7 separate regions of the Mus musculus genome follow, and regions 2, 3, 4, 5, 6 and 7 are each linked to region 1. A link is a contact called in public Hi-C, HiChIP or PLAC-seq and Micro-C data. All regions are on one chromosome and are shown on one strand. The core of a region is the stretch at or near the end of the contact, and the rest is flanking DNA. Distances in the headings are between cores, read along the strand shown. Region 1 holds the start of Sdk2 (sidekick cell adhesion molecule 2). Region 2 overlaps Gm31724 (a long non-coding RNA gene). Region 3 overlaps Gm31724 (a long non-coding RNA gene). Region 4 overlaps Gm39472 (a long non-coding RNA gene). Region 5 overlaps Gm39471 (a long non-coding RNA gene). Region 6 holds the start of Cog1 (component of oligomeric golgi complex 1). Region 7 holds the start of 4932435O22Rik (RIKEN cDNA 4932435O22 gene).

Region 1 (4,120 bases), core at 978-3,477:
TCTTGGGTAGGTCTGGCTTCTCTGTGAGCCTGGAAAGCCGAAGGAAATCTAAAGCTGAACCGATGAGTCTGGGGATTCACTCTAGACTACTTCTCCCTTTGCCCCCAGCAGGCGCCGCTCGGCCACCACGGCCACCACCATCTGGATCCTCGAACCCCAAACGCAAGAAAGCTCGGGTGCAGCCGCCGCCGTAGCCTACCATGACCCTCCAGGGGACCCCAGAGACGCGCGGGCATCCGCTGCAGGAGGCGGGGAGGGACAACCCCATCGCACCTCCTTTCAACACACCCACTGAACACCCACTAGCCCTTCCTCACCAGGCTGTCTGCTCTGGGCCGCTACAGATCAAAGCAGCAGTGGCCAGGCATCCAGCTAGTCCTGGAAGCTGGAGGCTGGGGCTGCCCGTTGGGTGTGTCGGGGTGGGGTGGGGGTTGGGTCTGCCGCTGTCCTCGCCGCTGGGCTCCGGGACCATGCCGCCAAACCGCCCCAGCTCTCGCGGCCACGGCCGGCCAGGCAGCCAGGCGCGGGCTCCCATACATGGCTAACCAGAGTATCTGCTCTTGAGGGGAAATCAAGCGGGCACCCTGAGCCACCACTACGGCTTCTTCCCAGCTTCTGCCCGCCCCATCTTCTCGCCCTGGGACCACACAGTGCCTGCCTGCCATGGTTTGCCCTTCCTTTCGGACGTCAAGCAGGACCAGGAGCTTAGGGAGTTCAATGGAGCCAAGACACAGAATGACGCGCCCCTCCTACCCCGACCAGAGAGTATCCACAAAGGTCCACCTCCCCGTAACCTCACCTTTCCGGTCCAGAAAGGTCAGAAGTATCAGACACTGCCCCACCCCAAACAGAGCTCCAAAAGTCGAAGAAGCGGGGAGCATTGAGACGTACAAGAGATGGTCCAGCTTGGGCCAAACGCGGTGTCTTAGGGGGGTTACCTCTCTTCTGCCCACCCAAACCCCTTCTCCAGTTCCACGTGGAGAAAGTCACCCATACCGTACCTTGGGCCCCGGCCGAGTGGATCCGATGCAGGGCCAGTAGAGTCCAGAGCGGCAGCCTCCACATGCTGCTGAACATGCTGACCGAGGGGTCCTCTAAAGTGCCCCCTCTTTGCGAGTTGCTTTATAATCCTTTGGAGTCCCGGGAGACTGTGTGGTCAAGTCCTGGACGCTATGCCCGTAGGGGCCGCACCGGCGACCCCAAATGCTTTCCCCTCTTTCTGCGCTGGCTATTCCGTAAAGCGAGGGGGAGAGCAGAAAGAGGCCAAGCCTCCTCTCAAATTCGGGGTGCCTGTATCCCTTAGCACCCCGACTCAGACTACGTCTCATAGGCAGGGCGACCCCTGCGATCCGGCCTGGTCGCTGGATGAGCTCCCGAATCAGAGGACAACTTCAGGAAACTTCCTCCTGGTGGCCACGTTGCCCGCCTCCCGCCCCTCCCCGCCCCCTGGTTGGGTTCTCCCGGGCCGACGTAGTCACCGCGGTTCCAGGCGCCGGGCCCCTGGGACTTGATGTAAGCGGAGCACAGTAGCAGGCGCGGGCGCCGGGTGTCTTTTAGAAGGGGCGCAGGGCTCGGGGGGCGCGGTTAGCATAACGGTCCGAATCTCCCCGGAGCCGAAGTTTTCTTCTCTTCTAACTTTGCAGAAGGCATCTAAGCGGGGCCGAGCCACCCTTCTCAGCTCCACGGTCCTCGTGCCCAATTCAGTGATTTCGGGGGTACCTCCCCTGGGGCTTCGGTGCGGGGCTCGCCCTAGGCTCTGAGCACCTCCGGCTAGCAAACTTTGCGGGTCCCACGGCCCGGCGCGCAGCCCCGTGCGCCCATGTCTGCGCCAGCTGCGGGCAGGGATGGATGCCCGGTTCGGGTACCCGGCTGGGCGGCCCAGGTTCCAGCCAGCGCCTGGGCACCGCGCCTCTTGCGGGCGATCCTGAGGAGGAGACCGGCGGGTCCTGCTCTCCGCCGCACCCGGGATGGAGCTCGGCGCGAGCCGCACCGGGAAAGCCCTGCCGGCAGCTTTGGGATCCGGGGTTTCGGCGCCGCCTCGGCCCCCCGGCGTTTTCGCCCGGCGCGGGGACCCGAGTCTCCACGGCTGCTCCCGCGCCTCGGCCGCGCCTGCTGCTCGCCCACCTCGGCAGCAGCTGCCTCGCAGAGCCTGGAGCTCTGGGCTGCCCGGGCTCAGCGTCCTCAGAGCTGCTCTGCTGCCGAGCCTGAGAGTCTGCCTGCGCCGAGCTGGAGCTGCGGGGGCAGCGGGAGCCGGAGACGAGCGCGGCGGAGGCGGAGACGCGGAGAGGGGGGCCGAGCGCTACCCCGTGGCCGCGACTGGAGCGCAGCCTGCGCGCAGGGAGGGGGCGGCGGCGGCCCCGAGCCAGGCCCGGGAGCGAGCCCCGCAGAAACCCAATCCGTGTGCGCGGCCGCGGACGCCTGGCGTCTCCGGGACCCACCGGAGGGCAGTAGCGCGGGCTGCAAGCGAGCCGCTCTCTCTGGCCCGGTCTTCTAGCTTCAGCCCACCCTCACTCCTCCCTAGAAGGCCTTATCCCAGTCTCCCATAGGATGAAGCCCCCAGTACCCCTCTGGATTCGACCAGGCAGAACAGTTTGGGAAGGGTGTGTGTGTGTGTTGGGGGGGGGGGGGGTGTCAACCGGTTGATTCCAGTTTTTCCTTCCCAGGTCAGACTCTTTAAAAGTCTGGAAACGCTCAGGGCGGAGAGCAAGATAAAGGGGAAGCCTGGGACTTGCAGAAGGCTGAGAAAGTGAAGTTGGTGCCAAACTCGTGCGTTCTTTGTTTCTTCTTCTTCTTCTGAGCTCCCCCTTTAAAGGCACATTAGCAGCAGAGACACAAAGGAGAGAGCCAGAGGGGTCCTCCCTCGTGGCCCAGGGAAGGGAGCAGAATGTACCTTCTAGTGTGGGAAGGCCAGGAGCTGGAAGACCCCTTTAACAGTTGTACTTACAGGCAACAGACGCCTCTACCTCCGTGGGCTCTTTTCTCTATTAAAAATATTAAAAGTAATATTTTGCGGCTGTGTTGGCGTAAAAACAAATATATTACTACATATTAAAACATTTTCTTTCATTTAAAAGTTCATTTAATTTTTCCCCTGATTTTAAAAGAAATTAAAACAGTTCCGTGGGTTTCCTAAAAGACGGTGTAGTCCCTGGCACTGAGCCTGCTGGGAAAAAAAATCAGTCTTGCAAGGTTGGTATTTCGGCTGGAAAAGGAAGGGTTGAGGCCCGTCACCTTTGCCAGCTTTTCTCTTCATGCCTCCAGGGCCCAGGTCTTCGGAGACACACCCCTGTGGTCTTCCAGTTCTGGTCATTGCCCTTCAGGCATCTCACTGACTTCGAGAGCTCTGCCTCATCTTCTCCAGTCCCCAAGCCTCTTCTCATCGCTATGGACGCAGGCACTGAACACCTCTCATCGCTCTACTGTTCTCTCCTCACCTGCCTTGGAAGAACAGCTTTGAGCATTTAGTGGAAATAGACGAAAAACCTAGCCTGCCTGTCTTCAGCTTTACATTCGTCCACTTCAAACCCTGCTTTTGTCTTTCTCCCTGGCAGTCTGAACCTAGTCCGGGCCTAGGGCTTGTTATCCGACTGAGTTTTTGACTGAGGAGTGGCTTTGGGGATAAGCAGCCTAGATCTCTCCCCCTTAGGTGGCCACGCCCCTCCCATCTCTGAGAAACCCAGATTCTGCCTCTCTACCCCCAAGCCCCAGACTCTGAACTACACGCTTGAGAGCTCAGGCCCTGCCCATCCCATCAGAAACAGCTGTTCTTTAGGGTGTTGTTACAGGGCTTGCTCACAGAGGGGGCCTGAGAGTCAGTTTTGCAGCAATTGCTTCTTAGCCAGCAATCGGAGCAGAGACACTGTCTGTGCCCTTGGGCTGGAGTTCGTGTGGGTACCAACGTCTGAAACCTTGGTGGATTTCTCCATTTGGGTCCAGTGCCCAGACTTGTAACTGCAAGAGTCTGAGCTAGCTGCTGCTCAGGTTCCAAATAGCATTTGTGCTCATCCTAAGAGCAGACCTTCTGAACAGGCAAGTGTGTCCTTACAAATCTAGACGCTTTATCCCCGGGATAGGATGAAGAAAGGGAGGGTGCTCTCCTGTCTTTGTGGGCTGTCTTCCA
Region 2 (4,120 bases), core at 1,051-3,550, 500 kb after region 1:
AGAGCGCTCTTGAATAAAAATCCTCTTGCAATTTGCAGCAAGACCGTTTCTCGTTGGTAATTTTGGGGTGTCGCCTCTCCTGAGTCAGAACGTGGGGGAGTCTTCACGTTGTGGGTCTTTCAAGAGCACACACACACATCCTCAGGGGGTGGACAGTGAGAGGGAAACATAATAATACAACTCTGAGATCTAGAGAAGGGAGGGCGGAAGTGACAGATCCTTGCTTTAGAAAAGTCATAGAGCCACGTGTGATGATGATTCTGCCTGCAGTCCCAGCCACTCAGGAAGCTGAAGCAGGGGGATTGCAAGTTGGAGGGTCAGCCTGAACCACATGGAAGGAGGAATGGGGAGGGGAAGGGAGAGGGGGAAGAAGAGGAGGAGAAGGAGGAGAGGGAGGGGCAGGGGGAAGGGAAGGGAAGAAAGAAGGAAGAAAGAATTCAGAGTTAAAAGAGTGCCCCCCCCCCAAGGAAAAAGGTACCAGACAGACACACACACCCCACCCCCAACATCTGGCTGGCAGCAAGTTATTTTTCTTTGGGACCTGTTGTGGGGATGGGGGACCTGGCAGGGCATTGCTGCATGGAAGGGGTGAGAGAGAAACGTGTTACAGTATACAAAGTGCCCCCCCCCCCCAGTAACAAAGAGTTCTCTGCTGTGTAGAGGATGACAGGGGCCTCTCAGTGGCCTTAAAAGGAAGACTAGCCTGTAGGAGCCACTCCTGGGACTGAAGGACACAGAGTCAGTTAACAGTGGCCATCTCCACGGGTGGACTGTGGGCAACGGGTTGGGACCCACTTGATCTCTGTGGGTGGTCATCACAGAAAACGGCAATTAGCTGGTCTAGGCAGAGAAGGGGAAGGAACAGAGTCCAAGGCTTCTCCTGGGTCTTCCTGCGGGAATAAAAATGATAGGCAGGACGGGTGGGTGGTCCCAGAACACGGGGAGCAGGGACAGGAGGGAGGGGCCTATTGCCGTCCTCACAACCTCCTCAGGGTTCCACATCAGAAAGAGATGGGTTTTTTTCAAGGCACTGGTAGCCAGAGGGGGATTGGAGATGCTAATTTCATTTCATTAGATCCCAGCAGCTTTGGATTACAGCAGGCAGGAGGGAGGAAGCAGAGCTGATGTGTTTTAAAAAGCTGCAGTTTTGCGCTGTTTTTAATTTAATGCTGCCGGTAAAAGATGCCGCCTTGGAGTCGCTAATGATGCTCGTGAATTATTTTGGTTGATTTACACACCCCTCCGACTTTAAATAACGAGGGAGGAAGGAGCGTGGGGTCCCCCCTGGAGCTGTGAACCTGCAGCTGAGAGTGGATGTTGCCAAGGCTGGGGCTGGGGCCTCCTTATGCCCAGTCCTACCTCCACCCCCTCTCGCCCCTCCCCCACCCCCACCCATCACACCTCTCCTTGGTATTTCTCTTCTGGATACGAACTTGGATCGCCATTCTCCTTCAATCTTCTCATCTCCATTTCGTGTGGTACCTACTGGCCCTTGCCGAATATCGACAATGACAAGTATATTAGGAGTCCTTTCTGTGTGTCACATCTGGGGCAAGGCTCTTGACCTACACAAACGCCAGTCGCTCTCCTGTATGCTGAGAACTGATGCGATTTTTCCCCCTGAGTCCCCAAAAGGAAAATGAGAGGTTACGGAGCTTGCTGCAGGTCATCCAGCCAGGAAATGACAGACACTGCAGGGCAGCAAGCCTCTCTTGTTTGGCTCAGTCTGGTACCTGCAGAGGGTGGGGGTGGGGAGCCGGGTACAATAAGTAAGCAAATGAGCTTAAGTGTAGAGTCAAGCTACCTCCATGAAACCCGCTACTCTGCTTCCCAAACTTCAGCTGAAACTGCAGCTGTCTCCAGGGTGTCTGAGTTGGCCAGCAAGGCTAGGACCAAAGGCAGTCAAGACAGCAAGCCTCTTCTGACCCCTGAATCCTAGGGCATCCAGTCAGCCACCATGGCTAACCCCAGGGCACCCGGCAGGGATGTGACCAGGAGACTGTGTTCTAGAAAACCCAAGCTTGGTGGTCAGAGCGAGGACCAGAGAAAAGCGTCCATTTATCTTGATTCCCGGCTTGTCTCCACCAGGGAAAATGTCTCCTGTCCTCCCATGCCCCTTTCCTTCTCCTTCCTTTCAAAATGAAATTAGAGGCAGCCGGTAAAAGCATTAAGCCCCGTCCGGATTTTCCTTCCCCATCCATCATACTGGGGCCTGAGCCTCAGAGCCGCAGCCTGGGATCGAGGGTCTTTCTAGCGATGGCAGCAGGTGAGGGGTACGGGCAAGGAAGGAGACAGAGAGGCCATGTCCTCTCCATCTCCAGGGAGGCGAGGCAGCTGCATTCCAGCTCCGCACAGCAGGAGGCTGGGCCAAGACAATCAGAGCAGCAGCCTGAATCAGGAGGAGAAAACTCCAGCCCCCAGGAAGGAAGCTGTGACTGGCTTGGTAAAGGGGAAGAAAAAAAATCAGAGTCTATGCAATAATGCAAAGATTTCCCTCGCCGGCTCTTGATTACCTGATTCTTGGGACAAGAAGGAAGTTGTGAAGGTGGAAGGTTCAAATCTCAGCTCTTATGCTAGGAGGTAGTGGCACGCCTTTAATCCCAGCACTGGGGAGGCAAGACAAGCAGATCTCTGAGCTCAAGGCCAGCCTTATCTACAGAGCAAGTTCGAGGACAGCCAGGACTATACAGAGAAACTCTATTTCAAAGGGGAAAAAAAATCCCAGTTCTGCTTCATGTGTGACCTCAGGCAGTCCCTGGGTTGCTGCTGCTGCTGCTTCTGCTTCTGCTTCTTCTTCTGCTTCTTCTGCTTCTTCTGCTTCTTCTTCTGCTTCTTCTGCTTCTTCTGCTTCTTCTTCTGCTTCTTCTGCTTCTTCTTCTGCTTCTTCTTCTGCTTCTTCTTCTGCTTCTTCTTCTTTTTAAGATTTATTTATTATTATACATAAGTATGCTGTAGCTGACTTCAGACGCACCAGAAGAGGGTGTCAGATCTCATTGTGGGTGGTTGTGAGCCACCATGTGGTTGCTGGGATTTGAACTCAGGACCTTTTTTTTTTTCCAGAGCTGAGGACCGAACCCAGGGCCTTGCGCTTGCTAGGCAAGTGCTCTACCACTGAGCTAAATCCCCAACCTCAACTCAGGACCTTTTTAAGAGCAGTCAGGGCTCTTAACCACTGAGCCATCTCTCCAGCCCCACTGGGCTTCTTCTAACTACATTTATTTGATGTAAAACAGACTCAGCAGAGAGCAAGCAGCATTGTCCAACAGAGTGACCAGGTCAGCTGTGTGCCCCAGTACAAAATGTAAATGCAGACCCTTGCTCAGAAGTGTTATTAAGAATCCCATATGTCCTAGGGGATCCATGAAACTAACCCTGGCACCAGGGAGCTAGAAACAAGAAGATCAGAAGTTCAAGTTCATTCTCAGATGTATATCTTGTATAATAAGGCTAGCCTGGGCTACATGAGACCCTACCTCAGAGGGTAAAGAATTTCAGGGTGAGCCAAAGGAATGACAGCTCCTGCTTATATCTCCAGCTCTCAGTAGGCAGTGGACTGAGGCCAGCCTAGTCTACCTAAAGAGTCCTAAGCTAGCCAGGGACATAGTAAGACTGTCTGGGGGCTGGAGGGTGGGGGAATAATGTCTTAGTCACTGATTTACATCTCTGAAGAGACACCTTGGCCAAGACAACTTCCCCCCCCCCCCCCCCCAAGCAGGGTTTCTCTGTGTAGCTAGCCCTGGCTGTCCTGGAACTCACTTTGTAGACCAGGCTGGCCTCGAACTCAGAAATCCGCCTGCCTCTGCCTCCCGAGTGCTGGAATTAAAGGTGTGCACCACCACGCCCAGCTCCCAAGGCAACTCTTATAAAAGAAATCCTTTCATTGGGGCTGGCTTACAGTTTCAGAGATTTAGTCCATTATCATCATAATGGGGAGCAGGGTGGCAAACAGGCAGGCAGACAAGGTCCTGAAGACGTACCCAAGAACTACATCCTGACCCAGTGGCCCAGAGAGATTCTGGGCTTGGCATGGTATTTTGAAACCTCAAAGCCCACCCCTAATGACCTCATACATCCTCCAACATGGCCACGCCTCCTAATCCTTTTCAAGCAGTACCACTCC
Region 3 (4,120 bases), core at 636-3,135, 470 kb after region 1:
GCTGGTTTTTGCCTCTTTGAACACTCCGGTCTACGGGCAATTCTCTCTAGATGAGGGTAAGCATGTCTGTCTGTAAATTGGCGCTTCAACTGTGTTTTTGTAAATTGAATCCCAGCATGCTGTTGGCTTCCTGACGCTCTCTCTGAGATTGGCTCCCAAGTGAATCCTAATGTTTTAACCTTCTCCCAAGAAAAGAGAGTAGAATTTTCTGAAAGGCGTTTTGTACTAACCCTCTCATGGTTATGACCGGGATTTTTTTTTTTTTCCTGCTGCTCCGTGTATTAACTGATCTCCTCCACGGCTCCTGGGGGTTCCCAAGGTGTCACTGGTCCTGATGACTGTGCCAGCTACCCTCCACTTGTCGCCTACGTTCATCTTACCATCCTTTCTTTCTCCTCCAGGCTGTCCTATTCTCTGCCTTCTAAATCAGGCATGGCCAGTCCAGGGCGCGAGCCTTTTTTGTTTCAGACTGAAGCTATGGTTCCCTTGACTTTCTCCAGGCCCAGATCCCTCCGTCCCTTTCCCTTGGCCCTTTAGACTTAAGGATGGACTGACTCCCTCTTTATTGCGCCTTGGATCCTATACCACCTGCTTTGGGTCTGTTAACTCTATTCACAAGTCTATAAATGTCCTCTTCATTAAACCGCTTTGGCTGGGATGAGGGATGGCTCAGTGTGTAAGGGCACTTGCTTTCGCATGCCTGAGGACCAACAGTTATGTATAAAGCTGGGACTGGCTCACGTGTGCCTGTAATCCCAGCGCTGTGAGAGACGTGGAGGCAGAGCCAGTACTGGCTTGACTGGCTGCCAGCCTAGCTCCAGATTCAGTGAGAGACACTGCCTCAAAGCAGTAAAGTGGGGAGTGACAGCACAGGTCACGTGATGTCATCCTCTGGCCTCTGCCAGCACAGGCACCTGAATGTGCATGTACACCACTCACACGATAAACAAATGTCGCCGTTGGCTGGAACCCTTCGAAGGTACCATCTGCTGCCCGAGGGGCCTTGCCTGACTTGATAACAGCCACAATAATTATGTTATCACCCTCAAGCTCAAAACTTTGCCTTTGGCTCTTATCCAGGACCTTGACTGACTCAATTCTACCACAGGAGAAGGTGACCAGATCTTCAGGAGAAGCAGGGACACTGTAGGAGCTGGGTACCCCCAGGGCAGGCTTTCTCAAGCTCCATGCTACTGTTATCAGAGGCTGGGTTATTCTCGGGGTGCGGGAGTGTCCCTGTGGGATGCTCCACAACACCAGCAGCATCGGGAGGACCACTTCCTAACCACTAGAATCTCCAGAGACTACTGAGTGTCTTTGGGGGGGGGGGTTCAAAGCTGTCCCTGATTGAGAGTCCCCACCCTTCAAGGGGATGAGTCTGAGCTGAGGGTCAATCAAGGTTTGCTCTCAGACAGGGAGAGTGACCAAGCAACAGAATAGGGACACAGGAAAGAAGTCCTTGCAGGGCGAATAGATAGCTGACAGCTAGCTCACTCTTTGTCCTTACAGCATTGACAAACAGGTGTAGACTCGGTGAAGACCACCCTTCACCTTGTCTGTATAACATGTGACAAACAGCCACTGGCTTTGTGGAAACCCACCCTCACCTTCAGCATGATACTCTGCCTAGCCACAGTGCCTGAGCACAAAGTGTCTAAACAATTGGCTACTCCTGCCCCCTCCTGGCCTCCTCTTCCCCACTCCTGCCCCCTCCTGGCCCCCCTCCTGGCTCCCTTGCCCACTCCTCAGCCCCCAGCCCCCTCCTGGCCCCATCAGCCCCCTTCTGGCACCCTCCTGCCCCCTCCTGGTCCCCTCCTGGCACTCCCCAGCCCCTTCCTGGCCGCTCAGCCCCCTCCTGGCGCCCTCAGTCCCCTCCTGACCCTTACCAATGTTCCCTTTTTCTCATCCCTTCCCTGCCTTGAAATGATTTGGGGAAGCAGCTGGTGGCAGGGGACTACAGCTGCCGCTAAGTTATCCAAACGATTTATCTTAAGATTCATGCAGAATTCATTGTGTGGGGACCAGGGTGGGTTACGCTTTAATATTCATGCAGATTTGGAAGAAATGTTAATCATGGGTTTGGGTAATTTGCACTTTTGCTTAATTCTCCTCCTCCCGGGCTGTGTTGGCCGGCCCCCCAACCCTTTCTCTCCTCCCCTTCTGAGTCCTGAATTTCCTCCAGCTCGCTGTGCCAGCTGGGGTGGGCTCAAAGGCTTCCTGAGTGCCCGGCTGCTGCCTCCCCCTGCCGAGCTGGTCCCACGATGCCTTTGAGTGGGGGAGGAGGTGCCCAGTGGGCAGCCATGAGAAAGAGCTGGAAGCCCCAGGGACATCTTGACAAGAAACAGATAACAGGCTCTAGCAACCAGATATGTGCAAATTAGCATTGATTAGTCTCAAATTAACAGCTTGGGCATTTCAAACCCCAAACAAGGCCCGGGTTCTGTTCTGATCTCTCCCGGGCTTTCCTTGCCCAGCTCCACCCCCTGAAGCTTTGGCTCTCCAAACTGACAGCTGTCAGTTTGCCCTGAGGTAGGGAAGCCAGGTGTGTGGCAGGAGAAGGCCAAAGAGGCTTCACCCAGCTCTTCTCGATCTATACTTACCATTCCCTCTTTTTCCTTACTTCTTGGGGGACAGAACTTTCTGGGAAGTACCCATGAGTCTGACTACTCAGGGTAGCTCAAGAAGAGATCTCTCTTCCCAGCCCTAGGTAGGACCATACTTATATGAGAAATGGATGGAACAAGGACAAGATAGTGTTTACAGGGCCTGCAATCTCCCACCAGGCCTTCTCAGCCAGAACCAGGATAAGCTCCCTTCCTTCTGGGGTCAGCCCCAGATGCTGAGCAGAGAGAGCACGGGGAACTTAAAAAGTGTGCATGAGAACAGACAGCTGACCAGAGCAGAGGTCTTCAGCCCAGACATCGTCCCTTACCTCCCCCACCGTGCAGCTGTCCCTGCCTGGGATCAGAATAATAACCAGGATGATACAGACATGGAGAAAATGCACACAGCCAATGTCACCCCTTCCCTTGCCACGCCCATGTCGGTGAAGTCTAGGTATCCAGACCCCGAACCTTACAGCAGTGCATGGGCACACAAACTTGCACGTGTGTGCGCGCGTGTGCTTGCGCGCGCGCACACACACACAGAGCACACTCACACACTGAGGTGCCCTGGAATTGAAGTCCCCTAGGAAGGCTGTTGGCCACACTACATTTAAAAAGCAGAGTGAGTATGGTTACCATGAAGGTAGAGCTGAGACTTGCTCCTGTGTCCAGAGGAGGAGGCCACACAGCACCCAGAATTCAAGGAAACGTCGAACGGTAAAGTTGCGGCAGGCATGGGACAGTGGGGCCTCAGTGGTAACGTTCCCCCTGAGGTGGCTGATTTTTTTTTTTTTTCCTATTAACTTCTTACCACAAAGACTCACCTGGGAATGAAGTCTCACATCTGAAGAATTATCTAGGTCAGCTTTGTTTGTGGCTTTGTCTGTAGGGGATCATCTTAATTGTTAATGGAGCCACCCCCACTGAGGGTGGAGCCATTCCCTGGACTGTATAAAAGTACTGAGGGCAAGCTGAGCAGCAAGCAAGCAAATTTTATTCTCCCCCTGCTCCACCATGGACACGATGGTTTAAGTTTCTTGGCTTCCCTCAAATAATAGAGAGTGTGGAATTGTAAGCCAGTTAACCACTCCCCACCCCTGCCTGCCATCACTTTATTTTAAAGTATCTGTCACAGCAACAGAAGTGAAAGTAGAACACATTCAGAGCTCTGGGATTCGGAGATCAATCAGGGAGAGATGGTGACCCAGGAGAGCTGGCCCGGTGCAGCAGGCTGGCATGATCCTTGGCACACGAGGACAGTGTTTCTGTCTGCCAAACATGCTGTCCCTTCTTCGGGATCATTCAGGTGCTCCTTAGACATTATGAGTGGCTCAGACACAGTGACCTGAGCAGTCCCTCCTCATGATGAAGAGACTTCACCCCATGATATCTGTGATGGCTCTTCTTAGTTGTCAACTTGACTACATTTGGAATTAAAGAAAATGACTGGGCACACCTGTAAGGGACTTTTTCTTTCTTAATTAAATCATTTGAAGTGGGAAGACATGCTTCTA
Region 4 (4,120 bases), core at 643-3,142, 440 kb after region 1:
TTGACACACAAAACCAGACAGTATACTGTGTGGCCTATTTGGATCTTCTTCTGGTGCCGGTGCACCTGCCAGGTCCCCGGGAACCAGTCAATGAGAGTAAAGGGCACGCTTGGCATATGGGATTGTGTACTTTCAAAGAGAAAGCCTGGCACAGTGGCCCCCTCGCTTTCATGATTTCACTTGCTGAGGTGTTAGGTACCCACAGACAACCTGGTCAAAGGATACAAAATCAGGGGCCTGGAGAGGTGGTTAAGAGCACATATAACTCTTTCAGGGGACCCAGTTTCGGTTCCCAGCACCCTTATAGTAGCTCGCAGTCATCTGTTGACTCCAGCATTAGGGGATCCAGTGCTCTCTTCTGGCCTCCACAACTACGAGGCAAGCACACAGAGCACAAAAATGCATGAAGGCAAAAACACTCATACACATAAAATAAAAATAAATTGATTAAAAAAACACTTAAAAAGATATGAAATGGAAAATTCCAGAAAGATTCCCCTTTATAAATTTGAAGTCGTGTGCTGTCTGATTGGCGTGGTAGAATCCCTCCCTGCCCTTCTCCATCTTGCCTGCCACAAGAGTCATCCCTTTTCAGGGTATCCACGCTGTATACGGTACCCTCCCATCATCACTGAGCAGCCATCTCAGCTGTTACGCTGACGCACTGTGGAAGTGCCACTGTGTTGTGCTCAAGTAAGCTTCACGCAGAAGCCTACTGCTACCCCACAATGCAAGCACCATCACTTTGAGTCACGGGCACTATATCATTCACAGCATCCCAAGAAGTGGGTTTGGTAGAGCATAGTAAAGTCTTTTGACTAAGAGAGGCATGTTCACACAACTTATCAAAATATATTATTATGTTCATTGGTTTTTACTGTTATTTTACTGTTGAACTTATTTGGCCTAGTTGTATAAGTGAAACTTTGCCATTAGGTATGAGTGTTGGTCGATAACGATTCTCATTTCGACAGGATGAAGAATCACAAAAGTCTTCAGATATGCCTGGGAGAAAGTATCTAGAGTAAGTTAGCCTCTGGCTATGCCTTCCAGGACCTGTCATGATCCGGTTAATTGGAGCAAGGAGACCCACCCTAAAGGAAGGGGCCACCATTCTAAGATCACCCAGGGCTGGATCTTAGACAACGTAAAAAGAAGAGAGCTGTGGATACAATGTGGCCATCTGCTTCAAACCTGCTACATTGACTTTCCCCGAAAGGTGAGCGCTGTGTTTCCTGGTCATTAAGGGCTCTTCCTCAGGAATCATGAGGCAAAATAAACTCTTCTCTCTAGAACTTGCTTAGGTCATGGTGTTTTATCACAGCAACAGCAAGCACACCAGTTCAATGCTTGAGGTTCTTAATCTGGGCCTAGAGAGCAGGCAGGCTGGGCAGGTCGGGGGAGAGCAGGCAGGCTGGGCAGTGGGGAGAGAGCAGGCAGGCTGGGCAGGTTGGGGGAGAGCAGGCAGGCTGGGCAGTGGGTAGAGAGCAGGCAGGCTGGGCAGGTCGGGGGAGAGCAGGCGGAGCTGGGCAGTGGGGAGAGAGCAGGCAGGCTCGTGTGGCATACACACACAAGTAGGACAGTCTGTGTAAATTCCAACAAGATGCTATCTTTGTGCTCTCCTCTGCCTGCTCTCTCCCCACCTGCCTGCTCCCCCACCTCTGCCCAGCCTGCCTGCTCTCTCCACCTGCCCACCCTGCCTGCTCTCTAGGCCCAGAAGCCCTGATCTCTGCAGTAAACATAGTAAACATGATGCACCTCCCTCTAGCAGCATGAGATGACACAGTGACAGCATAGCAAGCTGCTCACCAGCTTCTCCACAGAGAGTTGGAAGCATCACAGAGATGACTCATCAGTGGACAGAAATGTGGGGCTGGAGTCAGTCACACAATGGCACCTGTCATGTGACTTGCTAGCTCCCGCAGGGAGAGTAGCTGTTCCTGAGACTTGTAGGTGGGAGAGAAAGAGGGGCATTAAAGAGCCACTGTCCTTAGAGGCTGGGCCATCTTGGACTCCAACTGAGATGTTGCCTCTGCCCTGGGATCAGCCAACCTTTTACAGAAGGAGGCAGAATGGAGGAGGAATGTGGATCAGGACATTCAGGAAAGAGCAGGGAAAGCCGGTGCATAGGGGCAGCTGCATAGTCCAGCCCTGCAGACAACCCGTGGACTGCTACTGGCCCCCAGAGCATGCTGGTTCAATGGTGTCCAGCCAGCACCATCCTATGCACACAGCTAGCCCTGCTGCTGTGTCTCAGCCAGATCTCCAAGGCCAGGAGTGCTGCTGCACCATGTAATCTACATATCCCAGCCAGGCCAGATCCTGCACGGAGCGGGTGGGGGGGTGGGGTCACTGAGGGCAGCTGCACTGAGCAGAGGCTGAAGCACACTGGGAATCCTGGGCTGTCTTGAGTGGTTCTCACCCGGACCATGGCTCACACTGCGGTCCTGCACCCTAGGGTGTCATAGCGAATGCAGATGCCTCTGAGCACACCAGCTCCTCCTTTGCCCAGCTGTAGGACCGCAGAGAAGTTGTTAACCTCTCTCAGTCTCTGTGCCATCATCTACAAACAGAAGCAAAGGTTCACTCCTCCGATGCGTGTAAAGAAGCTGGCAGAGCAAAGCCTTATGTCCCTCCCTCCCTTCCTGTCTCTTCCTTTCTTTTCTCTTCTCTTCCTTTTTGCTTCTTTTACATTCATTTCCTTCCTTTCTTCCTTTCCTCTCTCATGCCATCTGCTTTCCTTTCCTCCCTCAAAGCCACTCAAAACGCAGGTCTTGAACAGGTCCTTCTTTGCTGTCATGTGTGGTGAACGGTGCTGTCCTCTGAGGTTGACCACGAAGACTTCTCTGATTCCACCTGACAGAGTCTTGGGGAAGCCCCGCCCCGCCTCCATCGCCCAAAGAGCGGTGAGAAGGAACCTTTAGGACTCTGGGGTAGCAGTGTGAAATGAATGTTCTGGTTTCCTAAGCTTCGTTTCTTGATTTTTACCTTCCAAATCAGGCATAGCTTGTTGGAACCGAAGCAATCGTCAAGAGCTGAAGGAGACAGTAGCCGGGAACCATGGCTCTCTGGGGCACAGAGAGCAGCTTTGGAGACCAGGGAAACATTGTCGAGCACTCCAGACCCATCCAAAAATGGTGAACTGGTCTGACCGGCCTCAGCCTCAGGATGCTGGGAGTGCTTGTCAGCCTGACAGTGTTCTGGGCGAGGGGAGTTTGCAATGCATGCCAGCAGCCAGAAGCAGCTGGGCACCCTTGGCAAATGGGCGATGCCAGGGGTCCACTGTGGCTCCAGGGTGCCCACATCTCCCATCATGTATTCTAGGCAGCCTCCATCTTCAGACCTACCCACTTTGGTAAAGCAAAAGACAGCTGCATGAGAGGAAGGGCCCTCTGATGGTGGAAGCAAGTCCCCTGGGACTTTATCACCCAGGCAGGGAAGGAAGAGAGGAGATACTGGCCCTTTGGTCCATAGCTCTTGGCATCTAACAGAATGGAAAATGTAATAGTTCTAGTTGCAGGCATCTCGTTTTCTTGTTTTGCTTGTTTTTAATCTTTCAAATCAATAAAGTGAATAGAATAGGGGAGAAGTTTTGTTCTGTTTTAAAAGTTGTTGTAATCCCAACACTCAGGAGGCTGAGGCTAAGTCGGGTGTGCTGGCTCAAGCCTTTAGTTCCAGTCCTTGGAAGGTAGAACTCTCAGGTGGATCTCTGTGAGTTCAAGGTCAGTCTGGTCTGCAGAGTGAGTTCTAGGACAACCGGAACTACACAGTGAGATCCTATCTCAAAAAGAGTCTAAGGCTAGGGATCATCAGGATGTCTCAGTGGACTAAAGTGCTAGCTCCTAGCCTGACCAGCTGAGTCCATCCATGGAAAAGAAAACCAAGCCCCACCCCACGGTCCTCTGACCTACACACACACATATATACACACATACATAAACACACACACATATACACACACCGCACACACACATACCACCCACACACCACACATACACACACACACACACACCATACACACACTGCACGCACACACACACACCCCACACACATACACCACACATACACACACACACCACACACACACACCACACACACACATATACACACACACATACAT
Region 5 (4,120 bases), core at 792-3,291, 410 kb after region 1:
CTCTCTGGAGGGTCCCCATAGGAAGGGCTCTAAGCCAGGCAGAGCTGCCTCCAGGCACCAAACCCACGTAGCAAGCAGCTCCAGCCCAGGCAAGGGGCTCTGCTAAGGTTTAAATGTAAAACGCCCCTCACGGGCTTGTGCATTTTAACACTCAGTCCCCAGCTGGTGACACCGTTTGGGAAGGTTATAGGATTTTTAGGAGGTAAATCCCAGCTGGAGGAAGTAGGTAGCTGGGGAGTGGAACTTATTTGTTGTAGCTTGGGGTCTTTTAGTAGGACAGAGCCAGAACTAGCTTCCCTCACTTTCAGTTCTGAGCTGTGTAACAGACTCTGCCCACCCCCATGGACACACACACACACACACACACACACACCCATGCCTTCCCCATCAGGAAGTCTCAAACCGTGAGCCTGGATAAATCCCTCCTCCCTTAAGTTACTGAGGTCACAGGGCTGAGAAAAGTAGTCATTACAGGCTCCTCCCTGCACAGTTCCTGTCAGTTCCGGGTCTGCAAGTCCCTCCGGGGCATTGATGAGCTAGGTGTGATCACGTCTGTGCCAGGCAAGTGTCAATCACCACTAGTGTGATGGGCGTGTCTAGGAGTGTGGTGGGCGTGTCTAGGCGACTGAGCTAGGGAATTTTCTTCTTTGATCATCTATGGCTCTCATTGCTTTTGTTTTTGTTTTTGCTTTTTTACAGTCTGTATTCAAAAGAAAAGAGCTTCTTTCCCCTTTAAAAGAGACAAAAGTGCGGGGTGGGGTGGGGTGGGAGTGGAGTGGGGCGGGGCGGGGCGGGGCGGGGGAGGGGGATGAATAAGGCCAGAAATAGAACCATGGGAAAGGTCCAGAGAAAACCGCAGGGCAACCGGAATGCTGGGTGCTGCGGTGGCCGATGAGCTGAAAGCAGACAACACCAATAAAAAAATTATCTGTATGAGAAAAGCGTTTATCCTTTGGAGGCGGCGAGATGGACAGGCTTCAAGGGCCCGGATGGGAAGACTACAGGTTCTTTGGGAAATCAGAGGGCTGCTGAAGCAACCTTTCCCTGGAGTGATCTCCATGAGGCACCTGCATCCTTGAAATATATATATATATATATATATATTCCATATATGTATATATATATCTTCCATATATATATAAATCTTCTATACATGTATATCTTATATATATACACACATATATATTTTTATATATGCCTATAATAGAGTTACATCATTTCCTCCTTTCTGTTTTCTCCCTCTACCCCTTCCTATGAACCACCTTTCCTTGCTCACTCTCAAATCCATAGCTTTTTTTTCTTTTATTGCTGTTGGAAAAAAGAAGAAGAAGAAAAAAAAAAAAAAGGCAAGGGAGATGGTTCCGTGGATAGTGTTACCTGCACAAACATGGTAACCTGAGTTCCAGTCCCCAGAACCCAGTACAACCTGCGTACACTGGCTCGAGCATCTGCCATCTTGCACTTACCTGTATGAGGTGGAAAGTAGAGGCAGGTGACTATCCAGATGCTGGTAATCCAGCTAGCCTAGTTACACAGTGAGAAAGGGTGAAAGGTCAAGGGTTGGTACCTGAAGGTTAGTTAGCCTCTGACCCCACATGTATATTCATGTGCATGCACATATGTACACATGCACACACACATGGGGGAGGAGGGCTCAGATATTATGCCCTCCTACTTTAGCCATGTCCTCTGCAAACCTTGGGTACCTGACCTGACAGCATCTTGCAGACCTGGTAGGATTGCTGGGAGGAAACCATGGGAAGTCCCTGGCACCTGGCACATAAGCAAAGCCATGTCTTCCTGCGGCCCAGCAAGAAGCCGTGCAGCCTGGGATGGAAAGTCACGAGCAAATGCTACTCTGTCCTTTGATAACCAAGAATAAGTGAAATTCAATGAAAAATCCTGTTTAGAATCTCTCAAAAAACATCAGTGGTGATTCCATTCATCCCCCGTAGCCAAGCTCCCTCGTTTTCACCCTCACCCCCACACTGCTGGCACCCCGGCTTTCTCTCCCGCCTCACTGGGTTCTGAGATTCACTCCCTGACTATATTTAATCCTCTGGCTTCCTTCTCGCCTTGGCTCTTTATTTTGCTCTGTGGGGAGGTGTTCAGTTGTATTTTGTATCTTTGTCTCTTCCCCTACTTCTACAGGAGCCTCAGAGCAGGGTAGGGTTGGACTGGGGGAATCTGTGAGTTGACCGAGCGCATCCCTCGGTCTCTGCATGTTAAGAATGGGAAATTGCAGATGGAATTATGTCGTTTACAAGAAAATTGATGGAACTGGAGATCATAAAGTTAAGTGAAGTAAGCCAAACATGGGAAGGCAGATGTCACGTTTAATATGTGGGATCTAGATTGTGTGTGTGTGTGTGTGTGTGTGTGTGAACAGAGGAAGCTATTTAAATGGAAGGGGGACAAGAGAGGGTAATGAAGGAGCTAGAGGTGTAGCTCAGATGTTGAGATGTGTGCCTAGCAAGCACAGAGCCCTGAGATAGACCCCAGCGTTGCCCCCAGCCTGGCATCAGGTTCTAGTTACACAAGGAGTTCGTCTGATGTCTAAGGACCAGATTTGGGGCATTTTAAAGCTTTTTTTAAAATTCAATTTTGAAAGAATGCATATGTGCCAGAGCAAAGGGGAGGTCAGAAGGCACTGCTCTGCTGGTAGGGGGTAGATTCTCTCCTCAGGCCGTCAGGCTTGGCAGCAGGCACCTCACTCACCCCCTGAGCCTTCTTGCTGATCCCAGACTTGAGACTTGTTGGTGCTTATCAGCCCATCTTGGGTTGTATGCCACCCCCGACCCAACCTCAGCAACAGAAGGTGAGAGCCATTCATCACTGGCTTAGCCCGTGTTAAAGGCTTCCCTAAGCCTGCTGGTAGAAAATGGAAGGACAGGCCGTTTCGGCAGAATTACAGACTTGTGATGGGAAGGGTTCCACATGAGAGTGGGGGGGGCTCCTTTTAGAAAAATGAAAATAGATGTGGGGGCCAGAGGCGCCTCCCGCCATGGCCCACCATACATGGCACTATTCCCTGCACAGAGACTGCAGGACAGGGCGTCTGTCAACGTGTCCAGCTGCAGGGAGGCACAGCCTGTGTTCCCATTCTGCAGGCCAGAGGCTGGAGTCAGGGAGAAGCATGGTCATGGTCTGATGTTTTTTTTTGTTTTTTGTTTTTTTTTTTTAATAACTGGGACCTTTCTTAGCCCAGATGGGCATGACTCAGGGACCTCAGTTGCCGGAAACTCAACAGTCACCAAAAGTCTGTCTGAGCAGGGTTGCTCAGTGGTTAGAGCACTTGCTACACTTCCAGAGAGCCCCACATATCTGTTACTTTTCTTTTGCAATGGTAAAACACCCTCTCTCTCTCTCTCTCTCTCTCTCTCTCTCTCTCACACACACACACACCACACATACACACACACACACTGCATAAATATTTTTTAAAGTCAACTTGGGTCAGTGGCTCTTGAGATCACTGACTAATACTGATAAAATTCAAGGACACATGCAGATTAGTGATACTTAAAAAAAAAAAACTTTATGAAGAGACATTAAGAAAAAATGAGGCAGCCTCCCAAGTGTGGTAAGGGTCCCCAAGGGGAAACACTGTTTTTTGTAAAACATATGACCAAAACTGGACAAAGACCAAGATGATTCCTGTTGAGACTGGTTCCTTCTCTGGCTTGATCCAAGCCACTGGAGAATCCACACCTACAAGGCAGGGACCAACCAGGGAGATGCACGAACTCTGCACACGCTGCCTACCCAGCTGAGAGTGATTGACACTCCCCTCTGTCCACCTCTGACTTCCTCTGTTAGCTGCTGACTTCAACTGTCCGTTAGCCGTCACGCCTTGGTCCGCGTTGCCACAGCCAATCTTGCGGTTGTCTTGTTTGTGGCTGATCAAGCTATGCTCTCTCTGTTCTCACACGTGTGTGGCTAGCTTGGAGTGTCAGCGTGAAGCTAACTCCTGTCACAGCTTCCAAAATGTGAATAGGGGTTACCTCACATTTAACTCCTTGGCTATGGGGTGGTCATTGTGAGCTCTGTCCTGAAAAATGTGGTAGGAGCTTTCTGTGAGAAGCCATCCTTCCCACAATTGAGCCTGCTGGGATCACCT
Region 6 (4,120 bases), core at 833-3,332, 420 kb before region 1:
GACAGCATCAGGAAAGGAGGGGGCTGCTCTCTGGGTGCAGAAGTAAAACCTGGAGCCTTAGAGAGCAGAGCCAAGGACACATCTCCCAAAGGCCTGGGGAGCTTTCCCAGTGCCCAGGCTGAGAAGACATCTGGAAACAGCCCCGAGCAGCAGTTCTTCTGCAGGCAGAGAGGCAACCGTAGCATCTTCAGGCAGGTCTGATGAACTCAGCCAAGGAAACAGCACAAAAGACGGAAAAGCAAATGCCGGTCTCAAAACACATTGGGCAGAGTGGCCTTTGCCAAAGCCATCATACAAGAAGCCCCTAGTCCCACATGGAACTGATCATAGCCTATCGTGTTCCCCTCAGTGTAGGAAAGGTGTTAGCTTACTAACTCTTGGGGAACTGGAAGCTTGAGGAATAAGTGTTAGGCTCCCAGGGCAAGCTACAGACCACGGTTCTGATTTTCAGAGAAAATGGATGTATTGATAACACAGTGAGCTGCTGGGCAGGATGTGCAACTAAGCTGAAGAGACAGGAGCAAAGAGAGGGCGAACATTCCTAATCCAAGGTATACCACAGGGTGATCCAACCTGCAGATACCCATCACCAGCGCTGGCACCTGAAACTACAGCTGCAGCCACTGTCCCTGCCAGTCCTGCACACTAGGTGTTGTGGGTGAGACCTAGCCTCTACAAGGCTGAAATCCCTGCACCAGGGCATCGCTGCCTTCAAAGGCCCAAGAAGGTCTTGTGGACCAGTCCCAGGCCCCAGGCTGGCACAGTAGGTGCAAGAAGTCCTGGGGAAAGTTTCTGCCTGACAGAGAAGCGCTTCCAAACACGGAAGACAGATTCTGCAGGCTCAGAAGCAAAACAGCACCAAAGCAGCCGGTAGCGCGGGACTATAGAAAGGACTGCACGTCACCGCTGCGCCACCAGGGGGCGCGCTGTGCTGGGGGAACTCTGACGCGTAGGCGGTATCTCAAGCCAAGTGGCTTGAGTTCTGAGTTAACCCCCTTCCCCGAGGTAAGTAAAATTCCCTGGGCTTCAGTTGTGCATAGAGCAGGGACTCTTCTTGCTGGAATGTCGTAAGTAAACCCCCTTATTTAGATATCAATCTATTGCTGTGACATTTGCCTCGAAGTAGTGGCAGTGGTGAACGGGAGAGAAAACCCAGAGGCTGTCTGTGGTACAGGGCTGCTGAACACACAATACTGTTTTCTCTGTGTTAACATAGGAAAGAATTCTTCAGCAAACTTTTCCAAAACGAAGGGCCCTGAACGGACTTATGAACAGCAAGCCAGAACGTCCAGGTTTTCTTACTGGGTCAATCTCAGGATGTCCAATCCTCTGGCATCATGGACTCCCCATCGTTCTCCACCACAGGAGGCCTGTAACAGGGAAACCCATTTTGTGGCCACTAAACAATATTTAAATAAAATAGAAGACCCAGGTAACAAGGTGGACCACAGCCGTCACTCAGATCTCCAGCTGCCAAGTCCTAAGGGAAGAGTCCCAAGGCCCAGTCCTGGTTGCTGTGATGGTCTATCGAAGGCAAAAGCGTGCATGCATGTAAGACCGACAGCAACACGACCATACGTGCATCTTTACCATAATGAACCCCACGGTGAAGCTCTTCCCTCCCCAGGAAAGGGTTTGGGTGCGACGCAAGGGGCTCCGGGCCACTAAGACTTTGACCACCAAGTACAACCTTAACTATTTCGCTTCTCTAAGGAAACGAGCGCTCAGGGTAGGCGAGATGGCACAGCAGGCAAAGGCGATTGCCGCCAAAGCCGATAAAATTCCATCTAAAATTCTATACTGAGATCCTCATGGCAGGAGTGAGCCTCCTGCAACTTATGACCTCCGCGCGCATCTGTTTCTGTCGCACGTACTCCACCTACATAGGGTGAGAATGGGGAGGAAGAGGGAAGGAAGGAAGAGTGAAGGAGAGAGAAGGGAGATTGTAACAGTAAAAAATAAGCTCTGGAGAGCAGCACTGCCACCGAGGCTCAGTCCCTGGGACCACCGAGGCTCCCGACCTGGCGGAAGCACTTCCGCCCCCATCCATGATGGCGGGAGGGCGGGGCGGGGCTGGCAGGCGGAAGCGGCCGGCGGATCCCTGGCTTAGCACCATGGCGGCCGCGACCGCCTCCTCCGCGCTCAAGCGGCTGGATCTGCGCGATCCCAACGCGCTCTTCGAGACTCATGGAGCGGAGGAGATCCGCGGGCTGGAGCGCCAGGTCCGAGCCGAGATCGAACACAAGAAGGAGGAGCTGCGGCAGATGGTGGGCGAGCGGTACCGCGACCTGATCGAGGCGGCGGACACCATCGGCCAGATGCGCCGCTGCGCCGAGGGCCTGGTGGACGCCGTGCAGGCCACCGATCAATACTGCGCCCGCCTCCGCCAGGCCGGCTCCGTGGCGCCCCGGGTCCCACGGGCCCCGCAGGTCAGTCCGGGATCCGAACCCGCCACGTCCCTCCGCCCCCGCCGCCCGGCGGACCCCACCCCTCACCTTCCGCCGGAGGAGCCCGCCCCTCGCCGCCGCGGGCTACCGGGAGGCGTCTGCGGGCCTTCCTCGGGACGCTGGTCCGCTGCCGAAAAGCCAGCCGGCCTTTTGCTCCGGGAGCCTTCCCGGACTTCCGGACGATTCCCTCGCCTCCCGTGGGTTCGCTGCGCTCTCCTTCCCTTTTAACTGAAAACGCCAGGGGTCTCTCGACTGTCAGATCTCTCCCGTTAGCTCACACCTTCCTGTCAAAGTCATTCATTCATTCCCCATCCCACCCTGAGCCCGACCGAGCCTGGAGAATTGGGGGAGGGTAGCCTCAGCCGTCAGACCCTCCCCCTTTTAATAGGTGAGCAGTTTCATTTCAGGCTGGTTTAAAAAACTCAGGGTATCCTGATGTCCTCCCATGAAACGTTTAAGACCCGATGCGGATCGAATTCTGACATTGGGTGTTGGCTTAGGAATGAGCAGAGGGCGCCGAGGGTAAATAGTTTTTAACCTAGGAGAACTTACTGTAACAGAAGAAGAAATTACAAAAGCACACTAGCCCACATGTGGAGCCAGCTTTCTTGCGCTACTTAGGTGTCAGAAAATCCAAGCCAAAAAAACTAGGGCAGTATAATGAACGTGGGCAAAGAAGGTTGGAACTTTGTCAGCCTGTCACTCCCTAAGCTACACATTAAGTACAGCCCCCTTCCCAAATGGACAGACTTAGCTGGCTAGCTTCAACTATGTAAGCCCAGTCTTAGAAATGGATTGATTTTCATGGTTATGGCTGGTGCATTTCTGGGGGAATGCCCTCTCCGTTCAAATCATAAACAGGAGCCTCCCAAGATGTTCTTGAAGTTTACATTCTAATTAAAGAAAGAAATTCTTGGGAAATTGAATTTTTAAAATATGAATAATTTAGAATGGCAGTAGAAAATAGTTTAGCATAAAGGTGATTAATCGCCACATGTCCATTTAATGTAATAGTTCGGAAGGAAGGAGTGAGTTAGGTGTGGCTCCTCCCCAGTAAGGACAACTGAGATTTGGAACATTGACGTCTCTGGCCAGCTATGCTGCTGTAACAAAAGATTTAACACTGGATAGTTCATAAAGAGTAGACATTCATTTTCCCTCAGGAATAGGCCTGGGAAGTCCGAGATCAAACTGTTAGCATCTGACGTCCGTTGCAGGCCTGCTTGCCTCCCATAGCAGATGGGGAGGAACACAAAAGAGCCAGAGTTAGTTCCCCTCCTTTACCGGCACCCCACACACCACTACTGAAGACGGACTCGAGGTGAGAGGGCAGATGAGAGGCCTGAAGTCTCAGCCAGATGAAGATCTGGTGCAGGGGTGGTAAAGAACAGTCAACGAGAAATGTTTGGTGACCTTAAAGAGAAAGGAGAGGAAGGAGGAAGCTTGTAGGAAGTCTCCCTTCCACCCACCGATAACCAGATGGCGAGATGCCCCGCCCTCCTACCAATAACCAGATGGCGAGATGCCCCGCCCTCCTACCAATAACCAGATGGTGAGATGCCCCGCCCTCCTACCAATAACCAGATGGCGAGATGCCCCGCCCTCCTACCAATAACCAGATGGTGAGATGCCATTTGGTCGGACATAAGTGCCCTGCAAGCTGAGTGGTACTG
Region 7 (4,120 bases), core at 1,181-3,680, 380 kb after region 1:
CATCAAATATTTATGTCCTGCTTATTATGTTCCAAGTACAAGGCTAGACACTGAGAGAATGGAGTTGCAAGGAGCCCCAGGAGAGAAGAAAGCTGGCAGATACAGGATCGAAAGCTATCCTGGGAGTGAGAGTCGTCAGGGCAGGGGTGAAATTAGAATGGGAGTGCCAGACACAATAACTGTACACTTTTGCAGAAGCCTGGCTCTCTGGTGCCTGCCTGGGTCCTGAGTAAACCTGTCTGGCACCTACTGAGTCGAGAAAGATACTCAGTTGCCCCACCTCCAATCAAGCCCCGCCCCGCCCCGCCCCCCCCCCCCCGCCCCCGAAAGAGGCTGTCCTGGAAACACTCAAAACTTCACCCAGAGCTTCTACCTCCTTTCTGATTGGAAGTGTCCTCCGGTCCTACCCTGGAGGACCACTGCTGAGGGGAGGTAGCGGCCACTGGGCAGGACTGGAGTGGGGTTGAGTGCGGAGGGGGCAGGGAGTAGAGCGGGAAAGCAGATCACAGTTACAGCCGCTTTACTCTCTCTGCCCAGGCAGCGCCTAGTCCCTGGCACATGACGGTTTCATGTTTCCGAAGAGGAAGAGAACAAACGCAGAAGATAATTGTAGTGGAACGGCTGATAAGTAACGTTTGGTCTCCTTTTTACAACCATTCCCTAGGGCCCCATTATGGTAATTTTTCTTCTATAACTGGCAAATTGTATAACGAGTCAGATGATAAACCAGCAAGCAAGGCAGAAATTTGCATTTTAATACATCTGATGGTGCCATCCCCCACTTCAGTCTCTGAGGGGTCAGCACCCCTCTGATCCTGGGTCCCCTGGCACCATGCCCTCCCAACCCTCCCCTTGCTCTCAGTGAGCGACGCCAGAGCACTCAATAAATATAACATTTCAAGTGGAAGCCGGGAATCTGCTTTCTCAGATATTATGGAAAGTAAACGTAAGGCTGGGCCCTCGCACTGGCCAGCCAGGCCCTCCCCAGCTCCATTGCTTATTGAAGGCTATGCTCATCCAGGAACCTAAGCTGTGCCTCAGTTTCCTTTTCTGTCAAGTGTATTATTTTAATACCTATAGTAGGTTTTGCATTTACCTTTTCATTTCTCCCTTCGAAGTGCTAGAGAGGTGGCTCAGCAATTAAGAGTGCTTACTGCTTTCTTGGAGGACCCAGGCTCGGTTTCAAACACCCATATCAGGCAGTTCACCACCATCTCTAACTCCTGCTGCAGGAATCTCTTGCCCTCTAGCTTCCATGGGTACCCACATGTACACAGTGCACATAAATTTGTCCGAGTACACACACAGGCACATACAATTTTTTAAAATTGATAATGTCTTAAGACTTTCTTCTGTGTGTGTACAAAGTGTACATGTTCATACGTAAGTGCGTGCTTGTGTATATGTGTGTGGTGTGTGTGTCCAAACACACACACTCTTGCACACACATGTGTGCATGTTTTGTGAAGGCCAGGCCAATGCTGGGAGTCTTTCTCAATCATTCTCCAGCTTATATTATGTTTAGAGGCAGGGTCTCTCATTGAACCTGACGCTCATCACTTCAGCCAGCTTGGCTGGCTCTCAGCACTAGGGATCCTCTTGTCTCTGCCTCCCCAGTGCTAATGTGCAGCTGCTCACCACACCACCAGCCTTTTGATTCGGGTGTTGAGGATTTGAACTGAGCCTGAGCCCTCTCCCCAAACCTTATACTAGGCTCGTTAATGCCTGGTGGATAGCATTTGTGATAACTATTCATTATTATAATAAATATTATACCATTAATATTTATTGATAAATTGACAAGCATTTCTACATCTTATTAATGGAGATTAATATTAATAAATATTAATGCTATTAATTGTTGGTAAATATTAATGATCTAGCTGTGGTGGTGATGGCTATAACTACTACTGATAAATAATTAATATCATAGATAATACATGGCAGTGGTGCTAAGAATGGTGGGAAGACTCCTGGGTCTATGGTGCTGTGATTCTAGTCAAGACTTGTAATGGTGTCTGTCCCTGCTTCTCACACATCCGACTGCATTGATGCCACCACTTTCCCTTCAGACCCCAGGACTCCTGGAAGGGACTGGGGAACACGGTAAGCCAGGACACACACACACACACACACACACCCCAGTACTGTCCCAACACTGCCCTATTCACCCCCTGGAAAAATCCAGTTTCAGTAGTTCTAGAACCTTCCACCCACTTGACCTGGTAGAAAGGGTACCAACCTGAATCACGGGCTTGACCTTGAAGCTTTGTGGTATCTCCTGTCCCTGTCATATCAGGAAAGAGAGTTCACTTCCCATCTTCGGTGGGGAGCAGAATGGTGTTCACTCTTCAGGGCGGGCGGTGAAAGGGTTAACAGAGGCTGTGCCTGGCGCCCCACAGACACCAGTTGAACTTGCCAGTTGCTGACTGCAGAGGATAGCACTTGCAGCCCAGCCAGCTTCTCCAAGGTGGTTCCATTTGGCAGGGGCGGCCTGTCCTTTCATGCAAGAGAAGCTGAGTGCGATCCAGGAATGCCTGCCAAAACCCTGGGATTATTATCTTAGCCCCAGGAGTGAAGTCTCTGGGGATTGGCATGCCCTGTTGTTTGAATTTATTAGGCCCGGGCCCCTCCATCGGGCAGGTCAGAGGGGGAGAAACGTGTTGTCACAGTGAGGCTTTGTGGGAGTTATTTTTAGAACATCTCCAACTCTTCGGGCTCATCAGAGGTTCCAAATCAGTGCAGGAAATTGGTTTGTTTTCCAACGTGATGAGGTTTTTCAGTCCATCTCCCCGAGCTAGGATAGTGGCTGCTTTTCCCACACAAAATGAATCACAACTCATGATGTGGACGTGGGTAGTGGGATCAGATTTAGACCATTCAAGGAATGCACACTGACCACCTGTTATGTGCCAGATCTGATCTAGACACAACTTTCCACTTGTGCGGAACTTATGATGTTCCAATGTGGGAGACACAGGGGAGTGGAAACTGAAGAAGCAGGTAGGTGACAGGTTGAAGATGGGTGTTGGGAGAACACAGCGGGATTGGGGTGGGGGTGGGGTCCTGTTAAATCACCAGTGGGGGATATGCAGAGTAGATTGTAGGTCTCTGTTTTCCAGATCTTTCCTTTAACAGAGAATGGGACGTCCTGGCTCTTGGTAATGCCTCTCCCCTCACTCCACATGGCTCATTTGGGCTAATAGTATATGCGGCTCCATGATGCAGTGAAGACTGCCTGTGTTCTTGAGGCTGGAAGTGGCCTTGAACCTCTGACACTGACCACATGTCTTAATTACTTTTCTATTGCTATGACAAAACACCACAGCCAAGGAAATGTATTTTTTAAAAAAAATTAATTTGGGGGTTCATGGGTCACCATGAACAGGGAAGGTCACCATGGCAGGGAGCACAAAAGAAGCAGGCAGGCAGGCATGGCAGAGGAGCAGTGGGTGAGCACTTCCGTCTGACAAACAAGCACCAGGCAGAGGGAGAGCTATCGGGGAATGGTGTGGGCTTTTGAAACCTTTTCCAACAAGGTTGTTCACATCTTTTAATCCTTCCCAAACAATTTCACAAACTGGGAACCAAGCACTTGAATATAGGAGCCTTTGGGAACCATTCATATTCAAACCACAACACCAGGTATGCAAACATGCAAGAGTAGAGTAGACATAACTAATGTGCCATCCTGTAATACAGCCTGAACCAACCCAGGCCAGCCAGTTTGGGCCACCTCCAAATTGAAAAGCACAGCTATGACCTAAGACACCGTATAGAGACTCCATAGCAGGTCTACTTTAGCTCCAGATTTCAGAAAGATAAAATCAAGCCGTCTTACTAATCGGCCTTTTACTGGATGCCGTGTGGTGAATCTGCTTTCCCCTCATTCAAGTCCCTGGCTAGTTTGGCTTCCTTGTGTTTCTGGGACTAAAGTTCTCGTTCCTGACTGGTCACTGGGTAGGGTTTGCTCTGGGAAGCTAGGACTTCTGTGCTATTTGGATGTGGCCCTTATATCTCTGAAGCGGCAACAGAACATAGAAACCTCTCATATGTGAACGCTGACTCTCTGCCTTTGTTTCTGAGGGCCTTGTGCGATCACTCTGGTCTGCCTAGACAA

What was found. A called contact is a pair of places that touch in the nucleus more often than the background predicts. HiChIP or PLAC-seq counts read pairs in DNA pulled down with a chosen protein or histone mark.
Region 2: a contact with region 1 is called in a Micro-C map of embryonic stem cells, with 2.9 times the contacts expected there. The contact joins the enhancer-like site here to the promoter of Sdk2 in region 1. A contact is called at or near these places in 2 of 39 promoter capture datasets (cranial neural crest and hippocampal neurons), 1 of 484 Hi-C or Micro-C datasets (embryonic stem cells) and 9 of 115 datasets of contacts at active chromatin or transcription factors (VIP interneurons, embryonic basal ganglia, embryonic forebrain and 6 more).
Region 3: a contact with region 1 is called in an H3K4me3 HiChIP or PLAC-seq map of embryonic basal ganglia, with 3 times the contacts expected there. The contact joins the enhancer-like site here to the promoter of Sdk2 in region 1. A contact is called at or near these places in 5 of 484 Hi-C or Micro-C datasets (cerebellum, embryonic stem cells, frontal cortex and 2 more) and 10 of 115 datasets of contacts at active chromatin or transcription factors (SST interneurons, astrocytes, craniofacial prominence and 7 more).
Region 4: an H3K4me3 HiChIP or PLAC-seq map of forebrain shows a contact between it and region 1, with 8 times the contacts expected there. The contact joins the enhancer-like site here to the promoter of Sdk2 in region 1. A contact is called at or near these places in 1 of 39 promoter capture datasets (hippocampal neurons), 1 of 484 Hi-C or Micro-C datasets (gonadal supporting cells), 9 of 115 datasets of contacts at active chromatin or transcription factors (craniofacial prominence, embryonic basal ganglia, embryonic forebrain and 6 more) and 1 of 9 other capture datasets (embryonic stem cells).
Region 5: a contact with region 1 is called in a Hi-C map of cerebral cortex, with 4 times the contacts expected there. The contact joins the enhancer-like site here to the promoter of Sdk2 in region 1. A contact is called at or near these places in 1 of 39 promoter capture datasets (pre-B cells), 7 of 484 Hi-C or Micro-C datasets (cerebellar granule neurons, cerebral cortex, cortical neurons and 3 more), 9 of 115 datasets of contacts at active chromatin or transcription factors (astrocytes, embryonic basal ganglia, embryonic forebrain and 6 more) and 1 of 9 other capture datasets (embryonic stem cells).
Region 6: a contact with region 1 is called in a Micro-C map of embryonic stem cells, with 2.3 times the contacts expected there. The contact joins the promoter of Cog1 here to the promoter of Sdk2 in region 1. A contact is called at or near these places in 1 of 39 promoter capture datasets (embryonic stem cells), 6 of 484 Hi-C or Micro-C datasets (embryonic stem cells and nephron progenitors), 1 of 115 datasets of contacts at active chromatin or transcription factors (embryonic stem cells) and 1 of 9 other capture datasets (embryonic stem cells).
Region 7: a contact with region 1 is called in an H3K4me3 HiChIP or PLAC-seq map of embryonic forebrain, with 8 times the contacts expected there. The contact joins the promoter of 4932435O22Rik here to the promoter of Sdk2 in region 1. A contact is called at or near these places in 1 of 39 promoter capture datasets (hippocampal neurons), 5 of 484 Hi-C or Micro-C datasets (all in uterus), 9 of 115 datasets of contacts at active chromatin or transcription factors (craniofacial prominence, embryonic basal ganglia, embryonic forebrain and 6 more) and 1 of 9 other capture datasets (embryonic stem cells).

The regions. Positions count from the first base shown.
Region 1 is chr11:114,064,802-114,068,921 of GRCm38.p6, forward strand. It overlaps Sdk2 (sidekick cell adhesion molecule 2), which reads right to left and starts at 2,228. Exons shown (of 45, transcript NM_172800.3): 1 at 1,002-2,228. The coding sequence starts at 1,077.
Region 2 is chr11:114,566,276-114,570,395 of GRCm38.p6, forward strand. All of the region lies in intron 1 of Gm31724 (a long non-coding RNA gene), which reads right to left. Among named protein-coding and RNA genes, the nearest start is that of Gm31724, 43 kb to the right of the region's middle. Within about 2 kb of position 2,301, at least 33 of the 459 cell types and tissues checked have an H3K27ac peak or open chromatin away from gene starts, as enhancers often do. A contact at or near this core is called in embryonic stem cells, where this site is marked.
Region 3 is chr11:114,535,171-114,539,290 of GRCm38.p6, forward strand. All of the region lies in intron 2 of Gm31724 (a long non-coding RNA gene), which reads right to left. Among named protein-coding and RNA genes, the nearest start is that of Gm39472, 48 kb to the left of the region's middle. Within about 2 kb of position 1,886, at least 28 of the 459 cell types and tissues checked have an H3K27ac peak or open chromatin away from gene starts, as enhancers often do. A contact at or near this core is called in embryonic basal ganglia, where this site is marked.
Region 4 is chr11:114,500,524-114,504,643 of GRCm38.p6, forward strand. Gm39472 (a long non-coding RNA gene) reads left to right here. Exons shown (of 3, transcript XR_880307.1): 2 at 975-1,219; 3 at 3,001-3,702. Among named protein-coding and RNA genes, the nearest start is that of Gm39472, 13 kb to the left of the region's middle. Within about 2 kb of position 1,893, at least 58 of the 459 cell types and tissues checked have an H3K27ac peak or open chromatin away from gene starts, as enhancers often do.
Region 5 is chr11:114,478,435-114,482,554 of GRCm38.p6, forward strand. Gm39471 (a long non-coding RNA gene) reads right to left here. Exons shown (of 3, transcript XR_880306.2): 3 at 1,395-1,524. Among named protein-coding and RNA genes, the nearest start is that of Gm39471, 4.1 kb to the right of the region's middle. Within about 2 kb of position 2,042, at least 6 of the 459 cell types and tissues checked have an H3K27ac peak or open chromatin away from gene starts, as enhancers often do. A contact at or near this core is called in cerebellar granule neurons and cerebral cortex, where this site is marked.
Region 6 is chr11:113,647,447-113,651,566 of GRCm38.p6, forward strand. It overlaps Cog1 (component of oligomeric golgi complex 1), which reads left to right and starts at 2,083. Exons shown (of 14, transcript NM_013581.3): 1 at 2,083-2,429. The coding sequence starts at 2,115. It also overlaps a transcript of Slc39a11 not described here.
Region 7 is chr11:114,446,430-114,450,549 of GRCm38.p6, forward strand. 4932435O22Rik (RIKEN cDNA 4932435O22 gene) reads right to left here and starts at 2,431. Exons shown (of 3, transcript NR_027643.2): 1 at 2,243-2,431.